Regions from separate parts of the Zea mays genome. Here region 2 is linked to region 1. A link is a contact called in public Hi-C data. All regions are on one chromosome and are shown on one strand. The core of a region is the stretch at or near the end of the contact, and the rest is flanking DNA. Distances in the headings are between cores, read along the strand shown.

Region 1 (5,552 bases), core at 1,962-4,461:
TAAATAAGAAGAAAGCAATCCATGCATATCTTATGAAATGTAAATTGGTTTAATTCCAAGCAACCTTCGCACTTACCTTATGCAAACTAGTTCAATTATGCATTCATATATTTGCTTTGGTTTGTGTTGGCATCAATCACCAAAAAGGGGGAGATTGAAAGGGAAATAGGGTCAAACCTTTTCCTAAATGATTTTGGTGGTTGAATTGCCCAACACAAATAATTGGACTAACTAGTTTGCTCTAGATCATACATTCTACAGGTGCCAAAGGTTCAACACAAACCAATCAAAAGAACAAGTTAGGCTTCAAAAGAAAGGAGCAAAAAGGAAACCGAAGTGTGCCCTGGTCTGGCGCACCGGACTGTCCGGTGTGCCACCGGACAGTGTCCGGTGCACCAGGGTGAATCAGCTCAAACTCCTTAGCTTCGGGTTTCCCAGGAGCAGCTCCGCTATAATTCATCGGACTGTCCGGTGTGCCACCGGACTGTCCGGTGCACCAGCGGAGCAACGACTATCAGCGCGCAACGGTCGACTCTGACGGGGAACAGCGCAGCACAGTGAACGCGGCAGCAGTCAAAGCAGTTGGTCAGAGGGGCACCGGACTGTCCGGTGCCACATGAGGATAGAGCCTCCAACGGTCGACCAGCTCCAAGCCCTAACAATAGGATGACGTGGCGGTGCACCGGACACTGTCCGGTGCGCCCATCGCCAGCAGCCATCTCCAACGGCTACATTTTGGTTGGTGGCTATAAATACCACCCCAACCGGCCACTTCAAGGTGTGGGAGCCCAAGCAACATTCCAAGTCATATAGTTGACATATTCAAGCTCTCCCAACCACCTATATTCATTGATCCATCCTATACACAAGATTTAGACCATCACAAACCACACAAGTGCCACAAAAGAGAGAGCAAGCAAAAGAAAGCCTCTTGTGAGAGTTTAGCTCTAGTGCCTTGTGAGATTGATTGAGAGAAAGTGTGTGCTACATCTTGCGTTCATTTGTGCGTGGAGTTTTGACTCCCATTGAACTTCCTCAAAAGTTTTGGAGGCTTGTAAAGCTAGCAAGAGACACCAAAGAGTGTGGTGATCCTTGCAGGGTCTTAAGTGATCCTTGAGAAGAAGAAGAGCTCGCCGGTCTTCGGTGATCGGTGGAGAGAGGAAAAGGGTTGAAAGAGACCCGTCCTTAGTGGACTCCTCAACGGGGACTAGGCCTTCGAGGGCCGAACCTCGGTAAAACAAATCACCCGTGTCTCTTGTGTTCATTTCTTGTGATTTGTTTGTTTTCTCTCACTCTAAGTTTTCTTGCACTATTATTTGCTATCATCATTTAGTGTTGCTTCAAGTTGCACTCTCATTTAGTGGAGCAACACCTTGCAAGAAAGAACTTGTGTTATTGCTCTTCTTATCTAAGCCCCCTTGCTTTATTCTCATAGACCTATTAGTTGTATTGTTTTATCAAATCCGCATTATTTGAAAGCAATACTCTTTACAAGCAAGGACTTAGTTTTTATACTCCGATAATTGTATATCTTGTTCTAACCACTAATCAAGGGATCTAGGTGGGGTATAAAGTTATAATTTTCAGGTTTCGCCTATCCACCCCCCTCTAGGCGACTTTCAGTAACCAGTAAGCCTAGTACCTGAGTGAAGCCGGGTGCATACTTTCCTCCTCACTTGTCCTGAGACTGGGTCTCCCATGCTAGTTATGGTGGGTACAAATGCGGTCACTGCACGACGGCAACCGGGGTCATTGGAGCATTGTATGCCAAGACGGTGAGCCCTGACCGCGAACGGGGAATCGATGGAGACAATTGATATGTGTGGGGACAGAGTGTCTCTACATGTCGTGTGTTTAGGTTTACCTTGCAAGGTTAAAACTCGATTCAAATCGTCTGCTTCTCGCAGCTAATGAGACTGCTTGACCCCTTGTACTGCATTAAGTAAAAAGTGAAATGAGGTTTCTTGAGATAACATGTTGATTGTACTAAATGATTGTTACCATGTATGCTTAGAAAGAAGCAAACCTAGCTTAAATAAATATGCTAGAATGGGAAAAGCTAAAAATTATTTTTAGACTCAGCTAGTGCTTTTGGCAAACCAAACCCCTCAGCCAAACAGCTGTATGGTCTAGAGGTAGAGGCGTAGACTCCTCACACCGGGTAAGTCTAGCTGAGTATTAGTATACTCAACATTGCTTGTGGCATATTTTTTTCAGGTACGCTACATGATATGGTTGATGGTGTGACTTGATCTTCCAGCCTGCCACCGAGTTGGACGGTCGAGTGGGATGCTGTCTCGACATCAATGGATCTTTTTTTACCCTTCTGGGGACTAGTCTAATTCTTAATTAGCAATCTAATCTTGAATAATATCAAGCAGTGTTCCACAATAGCCTGTGCTGTGATCCATCCTCCTACCCATCCTCCTGTGACACTGACAGTAGCAGGAATTGTTTTCAGCACATGAAAAAGGTTTTTAATCGGAGTCAGGCAACCCGAGAGCTCCAAAGGACATAAGAACTTCAAACAACTTTTCAGTGTGAACGAGACTAGGAGGAGTAGTGGGCTAGACCTTGCTCTATTCCTCAGCATCGACGTATCGATTATCAGCTGCATTTAACAGCATCGACGTATCGATTATCAGCTGCATTTAATTTCGAACTCGTTATCTTTTATCAAAACTCCAATTTATGCAATAACTCTAGTACTTTAAAAATTTGTGGTTTTATGTTTATTGTATTCTCTCTGTGCTCACCTTCGAGTGAGCTAGTGGTATTCGATCCTTGATCTATGGTAAGTGGCTTTATCGGACTAGATCTGAGGGACTGACAGTTATTCCGATTTAAGTGTGTTGCTGCCTCTAAGGCGTGACTCGGGCACTTAGGCCCATGTGTGAAACTATCACTAAGGTATTTTGTTATAAGGACTAAAGTTTAGCCCATGTCACATAGGATATTTGAATGCTTATTATAAATATTAAATATATTCTAGTTATAAAACTTATTAATTTATTACACAGCTAAATACTAAACGAAGAAACAAAATTTGAAACCTAATTAATTCATCATTAGCAAATATTTAATGTAATATCAAATGGACGAATTATGAACTAATTAATCTTGCTGTTTAGTACTTATATGTGTAATTAGTTTTATAATTAGACTATGTTTAATACTTATAACTAACGTTTAAATAGCAAAGGTGGCAGAGATTAAAATTTAAGTTGCTGATCCAAACACTCCTAAGAATAGCATGATAATCCATGCGGCCTTGCGCTGCAGGGGCAATCCCGTCCATCCTAGACCGGATTCGCGTCCATGCCCAAGAGAAAATAATGAATACACAAGTATTAATACGGCGCCCTGGCAAAATCACAGAAAACATGGTCTTGGTCTTCTCCCCCCACCCGCTGGCGGCGAAGTAGCACGAGGAAGGGGTCCAATAAAAAAAAAAATCGCCACCGGCGGCGACGGCGAGGCGGCATCAGCGGATACAGCAGCGGGAGCCGCGGCAGGGGACAGGCGTTGCCGATCGATCGGCCTGGCCTGGCGCGGCAGAGGTCAAAAGCGAAAAGGAGGAGCCGCAGGAATTTCTTGGCACCGAGGCGCACGCAAGGAATCCAGCGAGTGAGGGATGGGACGGCAGTTTTCGGATTCTTCCTGCTGAGTCCTAGGAACTCACGCGCACGAGCGTGGTCAGGAGGGAGAGGCTTACGCGGACGCGGCGGCGCTGGTTTTGATGAGGAAAGCTGGAGCAAAAGGTATTTGCAATCCTAGATCTTAGAAATCTGAGTACATTCCGCGGCTGCTGCTTTGCCGAGTCGGCGCTGCCCCGACGTCCCGATTTGGCGGGGGTTGTGGTTCGGCCGCCACAGCCGCCACGGAGATCACGCTGGGTTCCTCTGTTTCTTTATGCGGCGTTGATGAAGAATAGTTTCTTGCCGGTCGGACTTCAGATCTGCTTTGCCTCAGGGATTCTGGACTGCTGAGCGCGGATTTCTCCTCAGGTGAACTATCGGGTTTCAGCTGCTCTTCGTCGTCTCTACTGGTCCGCTGGAAAGAGGTGTTCATCGGAAATTCTACCCGATTCCAGATCTACCTGTTTTGCTGGAACCAGTTGTTTCCAAAAGGAGAGAAATTGGTGCTCTCTAGTGCGGAGGCCGATGGCTGACGGCAAGAGGCTGTTAACTTGATTTGGCAAGGAGCTGTTGTGGTAGTTCGTCAGTACTGGGTTCAACTCAGACAGAGGGACCTTGGTTTTGGTTTAGCTTCTGGCTTTCATTGCACGCTGCAGGATAAGATTGCTTGTTTGTATGCGCTGGGCTGGAACCTGGAATTCGGAACTTCTTTCTGAATTGTACTGGGAGGGTTCAAGTATTGACTGATGATGGGTGACCAGTGGTGGTGGCATGGCTGCGGAGGCGTTCTGTAGTTTTTTTACCTCTTGCTTATGTGCATGCTATGTGGACTGATGCTATTATTCTTCAAACAGTACCATAAGCTTTGGTGGTGTGGTGCTGAATACCAACCTTATGTTGTTTTTGTTTTCCAGAGGGATCAATTGGATCCAAGGGTGCGATTGATGTGAATAGTTTATCTGTTTCCACAGAAATAGCAGGAAGGCCATCTGATTTAATGGTATGCATACAATTTGCCAACACAGTGATTTCTGTCTTGCATTCACTGTGCCTAGCGAAAAGCTTGTTTTAGATCAGTTTGCTAAAATACCAATATTTTCTTCATTGTATTCTTCACTTTCTGCTGTTCATGAGCTTATGGTTAGCTTGGCTAATTTACAGATCAAATCTTGTACTTGCACTGGAAGGTTATCATCTTCTTCAGCTCATAATCTTACAGACACATATATTTCAATGACCTGCAAAAGCTGTACTGGTGAATCAACAGAAGACAGAGGTGGGCCATCGTGTAGCGGCAAGCTTAACAATATGGGTTTGGAGCTCCCAAGGCCTATAGATCTTGAGGTTAAATGGATGACTGTAAAAAAAAGGCAAAGGGACACCAGGAGAGCAAGGGCTTCCTTTGGCGAAGACACAAGCAGGGATGGAATTGGATCTTTCTGTTTATCTGGCTGTGCTACAAATCAAGAGATGGCGCAAGACGCTCCAGTCTCTGAATCTGAGAAGGTTCTTACTTTTCTCCATTTAAATGCAATGAAATAATTTAGTCAATGCATCCTTCAGTAACAATTTGCTGAATGATCATATTGTGTATTTGCAGTTTGGAGTATCCATTCTTGGTAGACGCTTTAGTGATCCCATGGAAAATGTTCCTATAAAAAAGAGAAGATTTCATATGGATTTTTCTCCATCACCTCCATTCACTCCATTGCTAGTGGATCCATATGAAAAGATACCGGGAAGCTCTTCTAAAGCTGTCAGATCATATGAGAAACATTATAAGCTTAAGACGCAACAAATTGAGTATAAGGTGGGAAACAAAGGTCGTTTTGGTGACGATGATTTTTCTGGTATTGATATACTAGCTTCTGCTGCCTGTGAAAGTGAGATGAGTGGTGGAATATTAGATGGGGA
Region 2 (6,384 bases), core at 1,069-3,568, 400 kb before region 1:
TCGGGGAGAATAACTGACTTCATTTCAATCAACTCAAATAAACTGAAACACAGCTGCCTATGCCACAAACAACCATTCAGATCATAGTGATTTGCACATAGTTTTGTGCATTTCCCAAGTCAATGAGCAATAAATTGATGTATTCCCCCTTCCCCCTCATAATAATATCTATACCCTCACCCACTCCACCTCCCGCCCCACCCAAAAAATAAATTAATAATTTTACCATTCGCACCAAGTTCAGTAATTACCACATGCAGATATCATATAACCAGTCTTTGGCAGCTTTCCTAACAGCCAGAGCCAGCCAAACACAGCAAAGAGATGTAGGGGTTGTTTGGTTTGGTGCCTAAGACGCCACAATGTGCCAAACTTTTCTGCCTAACCTTAGTTCTTCAATTCGAGCGCCTAAGGTTAGGCAGATTGTGGCGCCTTAGGTAGAAAACCAAACATGCCCGTAGAATCACATCCCCTAATCCTACTATGGTACTCACAATGGTTACTAACCTTCATGAGAGGAATGACTTTAAAATACATAAATTTTACTGAAACAGGGACAAAACTATCGACAGGTAATAACACGAGGGGGTTAAATTGTATCACCAAATACTCACAACAGTTCAGCAGCATACAAAATTCACTCAGCAAAGACCATTCGTGCTTGGATCAACTGAAGCTAAGATGAAGCAAATAAGGATAAAGGAGGATGTGCTTCGCAAAACTCAAATCAAAAGGATGGGAGCATGCCAATACCACAAAGACCAGCTGCATCAAATTCATTTCCACAGATTTGTATACACTTCCTAGGCTACATTGTTTTAGCTTGCACATTGTAGGTTGTTACAATCTGTAAGCTGGGGGGAAAGCAAATCGTTGGACTGTAAGAGTCTGGCCTATGGAGTGTTGCAATCAGAGATTCTGAGACATATTTATTTCAGCTTGTAAGTTGCACTCGCAAGATAAAACAAACAGGATTTTAGTAAGCACAGATAAAATTTATGTTTGCTCTCTAATACCACCATCTATGTACCCCCATGAGATTCTTGATGATAAATGTGCACCAAATTCAGATGTGGAGGACACCAAGTAAATCCTGATGCAAAGATCGTCTGAACAAACAAACATTGAAATATTCCCCTACAGGCAGCCAATGAGCCAAATGAACCCCCATTGCTTACCATGAGAGGTAATAAGATCACTATCCCCAATCCTGACAAGCTAAGATACACAAACACGACCACACAACAAATAACAAGTTCAGAGCAGAAATCACTTCAGTATTCATAAATTCACCCAAACGGCGACGAAATTCTCACCAAACAACATAAAGATGAGGTGAATTGTATCATCGAATCCTCATAACCGTGCAACAACATACCACTTTTATTTAACCAAGGCCATAGAGTGCCCAGATAAAGTACTGAAGTTAACACGGAATCAGGAAAGGAACAGGCGAAACGGTTGCGAAAAGAGAGACGGAATGGAGCTGGATCCTCAATGAAGCTTGTGCTTGTAGCGCGCAACCTCGGCGTCGTTGGGAAAGAATCCCATTAGGCGCCCGGCGGAGTTCTGGTAGGCGTACATGAACCCTCCCATGACCCCGATGAGGCCGCCCGTGACCATCGACGGGCCCCGGATCCCCGGCTTGATCCCTGCACGGCAAGCACGGGTCTGAGCTACCGATGGGGGTGAAGTGAGAGATAAGGTTTGGGAGGGTAGGCGAACCGGAGAGGTAGCCAACGGTGACGGAGACGGCGGAGATGGTGGAGAGGCGCATGTAGTCGAGCGCAGAGAAGTTGCCGACCACCTTGGTGAAGGCCGGGTTCCGATCCACCACCGGGTACTCCGGCTTAGTCGAGGCGGTGATGTCGGTGTTCATCGCGTGGAGCAAGGGAGACGGCAGATCCCTCCGGTGACGCTGGCTGCGGCGGCGGTGGAGACGGCAGAATTTGGTCGCCAGAAGCAGAGGAGCTGGATGCGAGTGTTGTGGCCTACGGGATAAGTCGTGGCCTCGTGGGCCTGCTCATCTCATTGCTCAGTAATAATAGAAGCCATGGGCCTAACGAAATAAGCAGGAATAGAGCCCATCTCTCAGAACATGGGCTAAAGCGCTGATGAGGGTAACTTCCGTCGATGGGCTAGATTGCTCACCTTTGTTAATGACGTAGGGGCCCGCAGCAAAATAAAGCCCGGTCCATGACAGCATCATCGGAGTTTCCAAAGCCATCCTCGCCTCGCTTTCTCCGCCCCTCCTCACTGGTTTGCATCCCCATATACCCAACCAGGACCAGCCAAAAGCCCACTCTCCTCCTCGCCTCCGCCTCCGACATCGAGCACTCCTCTTCAATGGCGACGGCCCCCGCACCCCTCTCGCTCTCCGCCTCCACCCTGCCCGCCCGGCTCCGTGCCGGAGTGGTACCGGCGGGCACACGGTGGAGGCAGCCGCGGCGCGGGCGGATGGTGGTGCGCGCCAAGATCCGGGAGATCTTCATGCCGGCGCTGAGCTCCACCATGACGGAGGGAAAGATCGTATCCTGGTCCGCGGGCGAGGGAGACCGCGTCTCCAAGGGCGATGCTGTTGTGGTCGTCGAGTCTGACAAGGCCGACATGGACGTCGAGACCTTCCACGACGGCATCGTGGCGGTGGTCCTCGTCCAGGCTGGCGAGTCAGCGCCGGTGGGCGCCCCCATTGCGCTGCTCGCGGAGTCGGAGGAGGAGGTTCCCCTCGCGCTCGCCAAGGCTCAGGAGCTCTCCAACGGGCAGCCGCAGCAGGCGCCTCCTGCTCCGACGGAGGATGCCGCAGCGGCGCCGCCCCCTCTTCCGGCTGCGACGACTGCTCCAGCGCCGGTGGCCGCGGGGACGAAGGGCATTACCAGCCCGCACGCTAAGAAGCTGGCTAAGCAGCACAGGGTGGACCTTGCCAAGATTACTGGCACCGGGCCGTACGGTCGAATTACGCCGGCAGATATTGAGGCGGCTGCCGGAATCAAGCCGAAGTCAGAGCCCACTCCTGCTGCTGCTGCTGCGCCACCACCTGTGGCCGCGCCTTCAGTTGGTGCTGTGCCTCAGGCAGCAGTGCTGCCGCCGGTTCCTGGCGCGACTGTTGTTCCATTCACTACCATGCAGGCTGCAGTGAGCAAGAACATGGTGGAGAGCCTGGCAGTGCCAGCATTCCGCGTTGGGTACCCCATTGTAACCGATAAGCTCGATGAGCTGTACGAAAAGGTGAGGATTTGGAGCAGGCATGACTGCACTTGAAGCTCCTTTGTTTTTCTTGCCCCGCTTCCTGATTACTATTGGGCTGATTTGATTTTGACAGGTTAAGCCAAAGGGAGTGACAATGACAGTGCTGTTGGCGAAGGCTGCAGCCATGGCTCTTGCACAGCACCCTGTTGTCAATAGTACCTGCAGGGATGGAAAGAGCTTCACATACAACAGTAATATCAACATTGCAGTGGCTGTGGCAATTGATGGTGGCCTTATTACACCTGTCCTTCAGGATGCAGACAAGGTATATAGTATCTTTGTGATAAATTTGGCTTCACTCCGGAGTTCGGAGTTTTAGCAAACAAGTTCACCAAACAGTTTGTTGAATGTTACACTGTAGCTGGATATTTATTTGCTCTCGCAAAATTGGAAGGACCTAGTCAAGAAAGCACGTGCAAAACAGCTCCAACCAAATGATTACAACTCTGGTATGGAACTCATGGGCTCATGGCATTGCATAGTGTATTAGGTTGTCTTTGAAAATCTCATGTGAACATGCTTACCTGAAGATTTTGTTATTTGCAGGGACTTTTACACTGTCCAACTTGGGTATGTTTGGTGTAGATCGGTTTGATGCAATCCTTCCACCTGGCCAGGTGGGCTTAAATCCTTTTCTTCCTAGACCATGTAAACTGTAAAATGTATGCTTCCCATATGTATGAGGGTTAATATTTGAGTATCACTGAGTGCAGGGAGCTATTATGGCTGTTGGAGCCTCGAAACCTACAGTTGTGGCTGATAAAGATGGTTTCTTTAGCGTCAAGAGCAAAATGCTGGTTAGTTGTGTACCTGATTGTTTTAGACATCCGTTGGTTGCATATAGCATTTCAGTATGGTGAAATATTGATAGTTCTACTTGTACCTCGTACTGATTTTTAAAATGTATTCTTGACTGTAGTTATTATGTCATAGAGTTTGTTAAATACATCATGTGAAGTGTCATGTGTAGTTATCATCTATAGTTATTATGAGTAGTTTAATGCCGTGAATTAATTTTGATGATAAGATGTCCAATATATTGCATAATTACAGTTATTGTCTATAATAACTACTCATTATGTTTCAAAATGTAGGTTGTCCTTGTTTTGCCCCAAGTGAAACTCTCTACATTTGACCAAGTTTAGAAAAAGAATGGACTAACATCTACAACACCGATTTAGGGTCATTAAATCCACCATGGAATATGTCTTGATAATGCATTAATTGCTATTGCATATGTTGATATATTTTTCTATAAGCTTGGCCATATTTGGAGAAGTTTGACATAGGACAATACTAAAAACGACTTACGTTTTGAAACAAGAGGAGTAGATGCTATTCTATGGTTCTGTCTAAATTGTGAAAATAGATTTTTTGGCCTAAAATAAGTAATTTTGCAATGGAAAATATACAATTCAAAGGTACCAAGCACACAACTTGTATTCATCAAAATCTGTTTTAATGCTAATTGATTATAGCTGGGTAGGAATAAATAGGAAGCTAGAGTTGTGGCAAGGGACTCTAGAGTCCAAAGCTTTTAGACTCAGTAGAACTAAAACCGAATATATGAGATATGACTTCAGCATTACTACATATGAGAAGGAGATGTTAGTTTGGAAGGTAAAGTATTAGCCAAAAAGAACACCTTTCAATGTTTAGGATCGATGCTATAGATAGACAGAGATATTGATTAAGATATTAACCATAGAATTAAAGCAGGGTGGATGAAGTGGCGTAAGCATTTGACGTTGTATGTGACAAGGGAGTATCACATAAGCTTATAGGCAAGTTTTATAGGATGGCAATTAGACTTGCTATGTTGTATAGTATAGAATGTTGACCTACAAAAAGATGACAAGTTCAGCAGATAAGTGTTGTAGAAATATGTATATTGTGTTGGATTTGTGGTCATACAAGAAGGGTCGAGTCCAAAACGATGATATATGTGATAGACTAGGGGTAGCACCAATTGAAGAAGAGCTTGTACAACACAAGTTGATGTGGTTTGGACATGTTCAATTGAGACCTCTAGAGGCACAAGTGCCTAGTAGGATCCTAAGGTGCGATAGTAATGAAAAGAGAGATAGGAGAAGGCCGAAGTTAACATGGGAATTAGTAAAAGTAGACTTGAAATAATAGAATTTGCCCAAAGATTTAGCCTTGAATAGGAGTGCATAAAAACAATAGCTATCCACGTGTCTGAACCTTAACATGTGACTTTCTTCGGTTGGGTTTCAACTCTAGCATACTCCAACTTACTTGGGACTAAAAGCTTTGTTGTTGTATTGTGTGGATGTATTGCTGGTGCTGCCAGTTAGGAGTTAGGACCTCTTTGATTGGGTTGCCACTTGGAATGTGTTCTTGTGTTGAACAGAATGTTCGGGACAATACTGGCAATATTTTCTGGAATTTGGCTATGGCATAGTGGACAGAGTATGAAATGACAACATCAGGGCATTTGTATTTAACTAAGTTGTTTCAACATTTTCCTTTTTTCAGGTCAATGTCACTGCTGATCACAGGATTGTATACGGTGCTGATTTGGCAGCATTTCTACAAACTTTTGCAAAGATTATTGAGGATCCTGAGAGCTTAACTTTGTAAGGTCACTTGAAGAGTTATGATCTTATCTATATGCCCATAAGTAGTCTTATTGCAGTTGGAGTTCTATTGTTGATATCCAATTTTTGTATCTTTGAGCATTCAATAGAATTCATCCGATCTTTTTGTACCGGTTTTTATGTCTCAATGTTGTGGATCTTGTTGGGGGAGATTATACTGTTGATATTATGGAATTACTGGAGAGCAATAAGTTATAAACTGTAGAATAGTTCTGCAGATTTTATCTCTGAAATATGGTTTGTGTCCCTTTAACATTTATCTTCCGGGAAGTACATTTTCTTCAAATTTGAAAACTGCTAGAGATCCCTGTTGCACTTAGACTGGCATGTAAATGGACATGTACTGTTTAGAAGCGTACTGGCGCAGTGGTCCTGGCATGTTGTCTTTAAGAGTTTGAAATTTTTAAAACTTATTAGCAAAACGAAAACATATAATAGTACAGGTTTGGCAGTTACCAGTAACTACAGGAGTATATAGGACCCTCCAAAACAATAACATGGTCAGTATTGAGTTGTG

The links. A called contact is a pair of places that touch in the nucleus more often than the background predicts.
Region 2: a contact with region 1 is called in a Hi-C map of leaf, with 6 times the contacts expected there. The contact joins the promoter of LOC100279373 here to the promoter of LOC103653460 in region 1. A contact is called at or near these places in 4 of 25 Hi-C or Micro-C datasets (ear, endosperm, leaf and 1 more).

Annotation. Positions count from the first base shown.
Region 1 is chr4:84,763,921-84,769,472 of Zm-B73-REFERENCE-NAM-5.0, reverse strand. It overlaps LOC103653460 (Dentin sialophosphoprotein), which reads left to right and starts at 3,211. Exons shown (of 5, transcript XM_008680356.3): 1 at 3,211-3,761; 2 at 4,553-4,638; 3 at 4,800-5,144; 4 at 5,239-5,552. The coding sequence starts at 3,740.
Region 2 is chr4:85,165,083-85,171,466 of Zm-B73-REFERENCE-NAM-5.0, reverse strand. It overlaps LOC100279373, which reads left to right and starts at 2,318. Exons shown (of 6, transcript NM_001152389.1): 1 at 2,318-3,225; 2 at 3,320-3,511; 3 at 3,608-3,695; 4 at 3,793-3,863; 5 at 3,960-4,043; 6 at 5,746-6,097. The coding sequence starts at 2,347. The coding sequence ends at 5,850. It overlaps LOC100275334, which reads right to left and starts at 1,953. Exons shown (of 2, transcript NM_001149431.2): 1 at 1,726-1,953; 2 at 1,257-1,652. The coding sequence starts at 1,879. The coding sequence ends at 1,495.